2 separate regions of the Sus scrofa genome follow, and region 2 is linked to region 1. The links are chromatin contacts, called in public HiChIP or PLAC-seq maps. All regions are on one chromosome and are shown on one strand. Each heading gives the region's core, a stretch centred on a gene start, on an enhancer-like site or on the middle of the called end of the contact. The rest is flanking DNA. Distances are from core to core; before and after follow the strand shown.

Region 1 (3,280 bases), core at 243-2,742:
ACTCCAAAGGGAGATTTGTGCACAGTTCAGAACAGAGGAACAAGAATCAAGATGAGGATACACTGCACTTTTTGATTCAAAATAAACTTTTTCAGTTGTCTTCTCTAAAATACAACATGACTATAGCCTTCATGACACTTTATTTCATAGTCTATCAAAATTTCTATATTTTCACCTCAACTCTACAAGATTAAGTCAACTTTAAGTTTAGAATTGTAAGGAAAATTGAATTAAATATAGCATGTATTCTGTTTACATATCCTGGAGGCTTATCTATTTATTTATTTTTAATAGCTGCATGCCCAGCATTTGGAAGTTTCCATGCCAGGGATTGAATCTAAGCCACAGCTATGACCTACACTGCAGCTGTGGCAACAGTGGATCCTTAACCCACTTCGCCCCACTGGAGATCGAACCATGCCTCTGAAGCAACCCGAGCTGCTGCAGTCAGATTCTTAACCCATTGCATCACAGCAAGAACTCACAAGGAGCTTTGTTTTTAAGACTGGCTATAGATAGGAAGGATATATTCACTGGATAGCTGGGATGGGCCCTGGGACAACAGAACTTGCACCAAACATAAAGCCAAGACAGCCTGGCCTTTCGAGGGAGTGGCTAACTTACCTATGATTGGAGACTCACTCTGCTCTGGGGGTTTCCACTGGGCATTTAGAGTCCAATAGAAATGCTTTCAGTACTTGGTTGGTACTCTTTTGGACAATCCTTCTATGGGTGCATGGAATGATCATGGGAGGTAACATGGGAGTGTAGCTCCCCTGTCACTGAGCATGAGTAGGGGATGACACTAGGACTCAAGGTCAGAATAATTTAAGAATAAAATCCAAAGCAGAGGATAAGGTCTAGGGACTGATCAAGATAGGTGTTGAGGAATGCTATAACTCAGGGGCCACATGGATACCAAAGCTTAGCTCTATCAGTCTTTGTCTGATTTAAGGAAACACGAGGAGCAAAGCAGGAGCCTGAAAAGTTTCTAGATTGCTGTCCTAACAAAACATAAAGATTTGTAAGAGTGAAGAAAATAATCCCCTTTCTAAGTTTTATTAGTGCATTTACTGCTACAGTTTACTTTTGTAGAGAGATACCACCATATATTAAGGACCTATCATGTCCCAGAAACTTTAAGTAGCGTGGTTTCTGTATATCCCATGTGCATCACTTCCATTTTATAGAAGATTCACAGAAGTTAAATGAGTTGCCTAAGGTGACACATTAAATTTCAGAGCCATGGCAAATAGCTGTGATTTTTCTACCATGCCATATGAACTCTTTTATTTGCTAGTTTTTGCTGGTCTGATTTTTTTTCATGCACCCAGGGTGCCTATTAGTCTAGTTCATTTAATTTGTAAGTTACTCTTCTACTGTTTAGATAATCTATGGATCACAATGACAACTAGGATGTCCTTGAGGCAGAAGTGTCCTCTTGTGTGTTCAGTCTCATGGAAACCAGTATCCAATCCACATGGCTGAGACCCAGGGGTTGACTCTGCCACACTTCAGAGCAGTTGACAAATTGCTCACAGCTGTCTGGGGTTAAGAACTCATCTCTGAGAATTGACACTTTCTCATTCTCTTTTTAAAGAGACAAGTGTGCCTCCTTTTCTTCTACACTTCTAGTGATCCCTCTACTTTGAAAATGGCCCCTGAACTTGCTGTTTTCTTTTGCTAATATCTCTACTCTTGCATTCTTTTCAGACTTAACTTTCATTTTCAGCTGTGACAGAATATCTCCTCATTTCATCTAAGCCTTTTCAGATGACACAAAGAAGAGATAGCCTTACATCTCTGTTGAAACAAGACACTCAACCACTGAGAAATCCTTCTCTTTTACTGCATTTAATTGGAGGGTAGCTATGCTCGCTACTATACCACCAATGCTCATTGCATTTAATTGGAATGGGTGGCCTATTAGCATTGATAGTGGAAGAAAATGACCTCTGTATTCAACCTGAAAATGTACTGTGAACTGCTTGATGTAGAAGACTTCTAATGATTGAGATTAACTGATGTCAGTGGTTTTCAGAGTATTGATATCAGGAATCCAAAAGAAAGCAAACTTACATATGGAAAAATATTTAGTAAATAAATAAAAGAAGAATTTTGAAGGTTGTTTACTCTAATGAACAAATATATAAGAACTTAATTTTTATTCTCACCCAAGTGTTTGCACCAACCTTGGCATGCCACTGATGTAAATATTACTAAATAAGTATTTAAAAACTTACTAACTAAAAATTCCTTTGGTGATATTATTTTTTTAATTCCTCAAAACTGCTGCTGCCACAGAGGCCTTAAGTACTTTTTTCTAGAGTTGGCTATTATAAAGTATGTAGTTTTTACTTTCCTCACATTGCATACAGGACACTAAACTACAAGAATTTATCATTTATTTTGCCTACAAATGAGTACTATTTAAGGAACTAATGGTAGAGAAACCACATGACAATAATCAAACTACTCCATGTTAACCTTAAATTTCCAAAATATTCAACAGTTTGTTCTAAATAAGTGCTAAAAAATAAATACATTGTTTGGACCACATTAAGTATTTCCACATTTTTTTTCCCCCTCTAACAAGCTTTTAAGACGCCAAGGATTTGTACAGAAAGAAAGTTTAAGACACTTACTGTGCTAGTATAGTATAGTTCCAGGCAAAATAACCTAACTTGCAACTGTGAAGAGGCCACACCAGCACTGTACAATGAAAATATAATGTCAAGCACTAAGGAGAGCTAAAATTTTCTAGTAGTTCCCTTAAAAAAAGGGAAAAGCAACATGTGAAATTAATTTTAATATTTTATTAATTGAGTGTGTCAAAAACTTTATCATTCAAATGCAATCAATGATTTTAAAATTATTAATATCTTATATTTGCACTACATTTTTAAAGTTTGATGAATATTCTACAATTATGGTACCTCTTAATATGGATTGGTCATATTTCAAGTATTAAATACCCACATATTGTTAGTGGCTACTATATTGGACAACCTAGGGTTATGCTAAGGGTAGAGGTAGTCTGTTAAAAGGAAGTGAAGAGAGTTCCCTTTGTGGCTCAGTGGTAATGAACCCAACTAGTATCCACGAGAATGTGGGTTCAACCCCTGGCCTTGTTCAGTAAATTAAGGATCTGGTGTTGCTGTGAGCTGCGGCAGAAATCATAGATGTGGCTCAGATCCAACATTGCTATGGCTGTGGCAAAGGCCAGCAGCTTCAGCTGCTATTCGACCCCTAGCCTTGGAACTTCCATATGCTGCAGATG
Region 2 (3,292 bases), core at 361-2,860, 320 kb before region 1:
ATTAGCCCTTTCTCCTCTCTGCCACTTCTAGTGTTCCATAAAACTCACTCTTGTCCCAAACCCATGGGAAGAGTGGGACTGTTTTTTTCTTGAATAAAGGACATCAAACTTATGACTAAATTGCTTTAGTTTGCCATTTGACAGTGCTTTTGTATAACATTATTTCATCATCTTTTTAAAATCCTACTTCTTGACAGAGCACAAGCCACAAAAGTCCTGTCTTTCCTCTATCTCCATCCATCTCACCAGCAAAGAGTCTTGCACACCGTAGACATTTACAAAATGTGGTAAAATCATGTCTGTAGATCAGCATCATCCTTCTTTTTGGCATCATCCTGCACGTGTTATTGGGATATTGTGATATAATAAGTATATTTGGTCTTAACAGTTCCTGGCACAGAGCTCCTAAATCCCTTAGCATTTCCTGAGTGATAAGGGAGTGGGGAACATTGTTTGTTATTCATAACCATCTTCTTTCAACTATACCTGGGTTTATGCTAATGAGGTGATTCTTGGAGGATGTGGCCTCATTGCTAGAGAAACCAACTTTCAGTCCTACCACCTGATCTCCAGGGAGAGGAGAGGGAAGATTGAGTCAATCACCATTGGCCAATGTTTTGATGAGTCATGTATATGGAAAGAAGTAATAAAAACTTCAGAAAATCATAGCTGATTGAGTTCAGAGAGATTTCAGGTTGGTAAACTCATCAATGTGCTGAAAGAGGGCATGGAAAATCTGTGCTGCCTTCCATAACTTGCTCTATGTCCCTCTTCCATTGGCTGTTCCTGAATTATAAGATTTTTAATAAACAAGTAATAGTAAGTAAACTGTTTTCCTGAATTCTGTTAGCCATTCTAGAAAATTGGCAAACTCCAGGGTCATGAGAACCGTTCATTTATAGCTAGTTAAACCAAAGTATAGAAAGCCCAGACTTGCAGTTGGCATCTGAAGTGGGGTTAGTCTAGCAAGACTGAGCTGAGCCCTCAACGTGTGGGGGCTTCCCTAACTCCAGGTGGTTAGTGTCAGAATTAAACTGTAAGACACAAGCGTTGGAGAGCTGGTTGGTGTGGGAAAAACTTTCATACATTTGGTGTCAAAGGTATTCTGGGAGCACTATAGTATTAGTTAGTAATAGCTATCATTTTATTGAGTGCCCAATATTTTGATAGTGCAAATGATTCCAATGATCTTTTAAGCTCATTTTCTTGACACCATTTTATGGATGAAAAAACCAGGACTTAATTACTGAGCGAAGGGAATACTTCTAACTGGATTTTCAGTTCTCTCAGACTCCCAATCTCTGCCTCCCCTTCGCCCCCTGCCCATACTAGGCTCCCACTACATGCCCCTATCTCACATAAAGTCTACTGTGGCTGATTTATCCCATAATAAAACCAAGGGTCTCCTGTGGTGCCATCATTCTGCAGGATGCTGTGTGTGAGAACACACAGAAGGAGACTGATGATAATAGTAGCAAACACTAATTTGATCCTCACAAAACAAATACTTTTATTGTCTGCCTGTCCCAGAGCAGGACAGTGAGGCACAGGATTGCTTTCTAACTTGTCCAAGGCCACACAGCTTTTAAGTGGCAGCCATTGTTCAGTCCCAGGACATCTGACTCCAAAGCTGAACTGCTTCTTGTGATTACCCAGTCCCTTAGAGCAACATGTTTCCAGTCTAACTTGGAAACAAAACAAACAAGATACAGCCAAAGACTTATGATTCCACAGTGCTTGTAGACATTTGAAAGTATTTATTATAAACTTCAAATGCATGGGATTCAAGAGAGAAAAATATTTTCATGGATTTCACATGCCTTTTTCACGAGCTGCAATGTGATTCAGTAGCTAACAAATATGAGTTCAGTTACTTGGTTTAACTATACATTCTGATTCAGTGAATTTTTTATGTCATCTTTTGATTGAAATTCTCTAAATAAGAGAAGCTCCTATCATGGCTATTTCTGCTTTTATTAATCTCAAAAAAACAAAGACCACAAAGATCACATATGAGCCTCTGAATAGAATATAATATCTTTGGTGAAATGCAGTTGGCTCATTTAGACATAGTTCTGCCCAAAATAGCCTAGATGGACTGGATGGAATTTATTGCATTACTAATGTTCTAAAGGCAGATTTCCCAGTAATAACTTACCCATAATACTTTACTCTAACAAAAGGCTATTTGATAGCATAGAATAAACTGGAATGCATTTTTATAGCCAGAGACTTCCAAACCATAAATACTTCCATCTCTGTAAGCAAACGGGTCAAAAATATTTATGAGGCACCCTGCATTTTTATCACCACAGCGATGGAATACAGCAATTTCATTATGACCACATTCTATCTCTACTTTTACTCTACACTGATGATGGACTCCTTGGCATATCATAATCCACTAGTGAGAGGAATGTTGGCATTCAGAAAGGAATGAAGAGGAAAATATCATAGAAGTTATTGAAACTGGTTATTTTTGAACAATATGCTATTCACAGCTAAACTAAATGCAATAGTTAATATCAGAACAATGCCAATATAGGCAGTTGAGAAGATGGTTACCTGGTAATTTAACTTACCTGCTGATGATGTTAAAATTTATTTTCTCGCTTATTGGGCTTGGAAAATTCCACATTGTTGACATTTGGGGTATTATGCAAGACTAATAATGTTTAAGTTAGCCTTTTCTTTTTTCTTTTTTTATTTTTTAAAAGGAAGCATATGGAAATAACTGCTTTAAAAATATCTCTAAAGATGTCAAAAAGTCAAATTAAAACAAGCTGTTGATCATTATTGCTGTTTTCTCTCTCTTCCTTGTTAGAATGGTAGATAGAAAAAGCCAACATTTGATTTTACATTAATTTTATAAGAATAATTCTGTAATTTGTGTAAATATCGCATGTTTTTTATTTTAAAATTCAAGCAACTAAAAAATTCACAAAGAAGAAATTTTAAAAAATGAATTAGAAAAGAAACATGGGTCATATTAGCTAATATAGATAGGAGCATGAAAAGTCAAAGATATTAAATAAATGAGTATATATACTCAATATTTACTTTTATTTTAGAAACAGTGCTTAAAAATCTGGTTAGCCAACCATCAAATTTTATTATAGTGAGACATATATTGTTTAAAATAAAATTTGTAGATGCCCTCATATTAGATGTTAGTTTCAGATTCTTCTAGTTTGTAATTTTAAAAGGAAATATTGCTTTGTATTAATATTGTTAAATTATTATTAAGCACCCATGAATACAGTATTTTGTTAGTCACAAAGATAATTAGACA

What was found. HiChIP or PLAC-seq counts read pairs in DNA pulled down with a chosen protein or histone mark.
Region 2: an H3K27ac HiChIP or PLAC-seq map of skeletal muscle shows a contact between it and region 1, with 4 times the contacts expected there. The contact joins two enhancer-like sites. A contact is called at or near these places in 1 of 47 Hi-C or Micro-C datasets (epiblast stem cells) and 1 of 2 datasets of contacts at active chromatin or transcription factors (skeletal muscle).

Annotation. Positions count from the first base shown.
Region 1 is chr13:94,935,408-94,938,687 of Sscrofa11.1, reverse strand. No RefSeq gene overlaps it. Among named protein-coding and RNA genes, the nearest start is that of MME, 81 kb to the left of the region's middle. Within about 2 kb of position 1,492, at least 5 of the 83 cell types and tissues checked have an H3K27ac peak or open chromatin away from gene starts, as enhancers often do. A contact at or near this core is called in skeletal muscle, where this site is marked.
Region 2 is chr13:95,257,754-95,261,045 of Sscrofa11.1, reverse strand. The region is part of intron 1 of LOC106505720 (a long non-coding RNA gene); the gene reads left to right. Among named protein-coding and RNA genes, the nearest start is that of MME, 240 kb to the right of the region's middle. Within about 2 kb of position 1,610, at least 1 of the 83 cell types and tissues checked has an H3K27ac peak or open chromatin away from gene starts, as enhancers often do. A contact at or near this core is called in skeletal muscle, where this site is marked.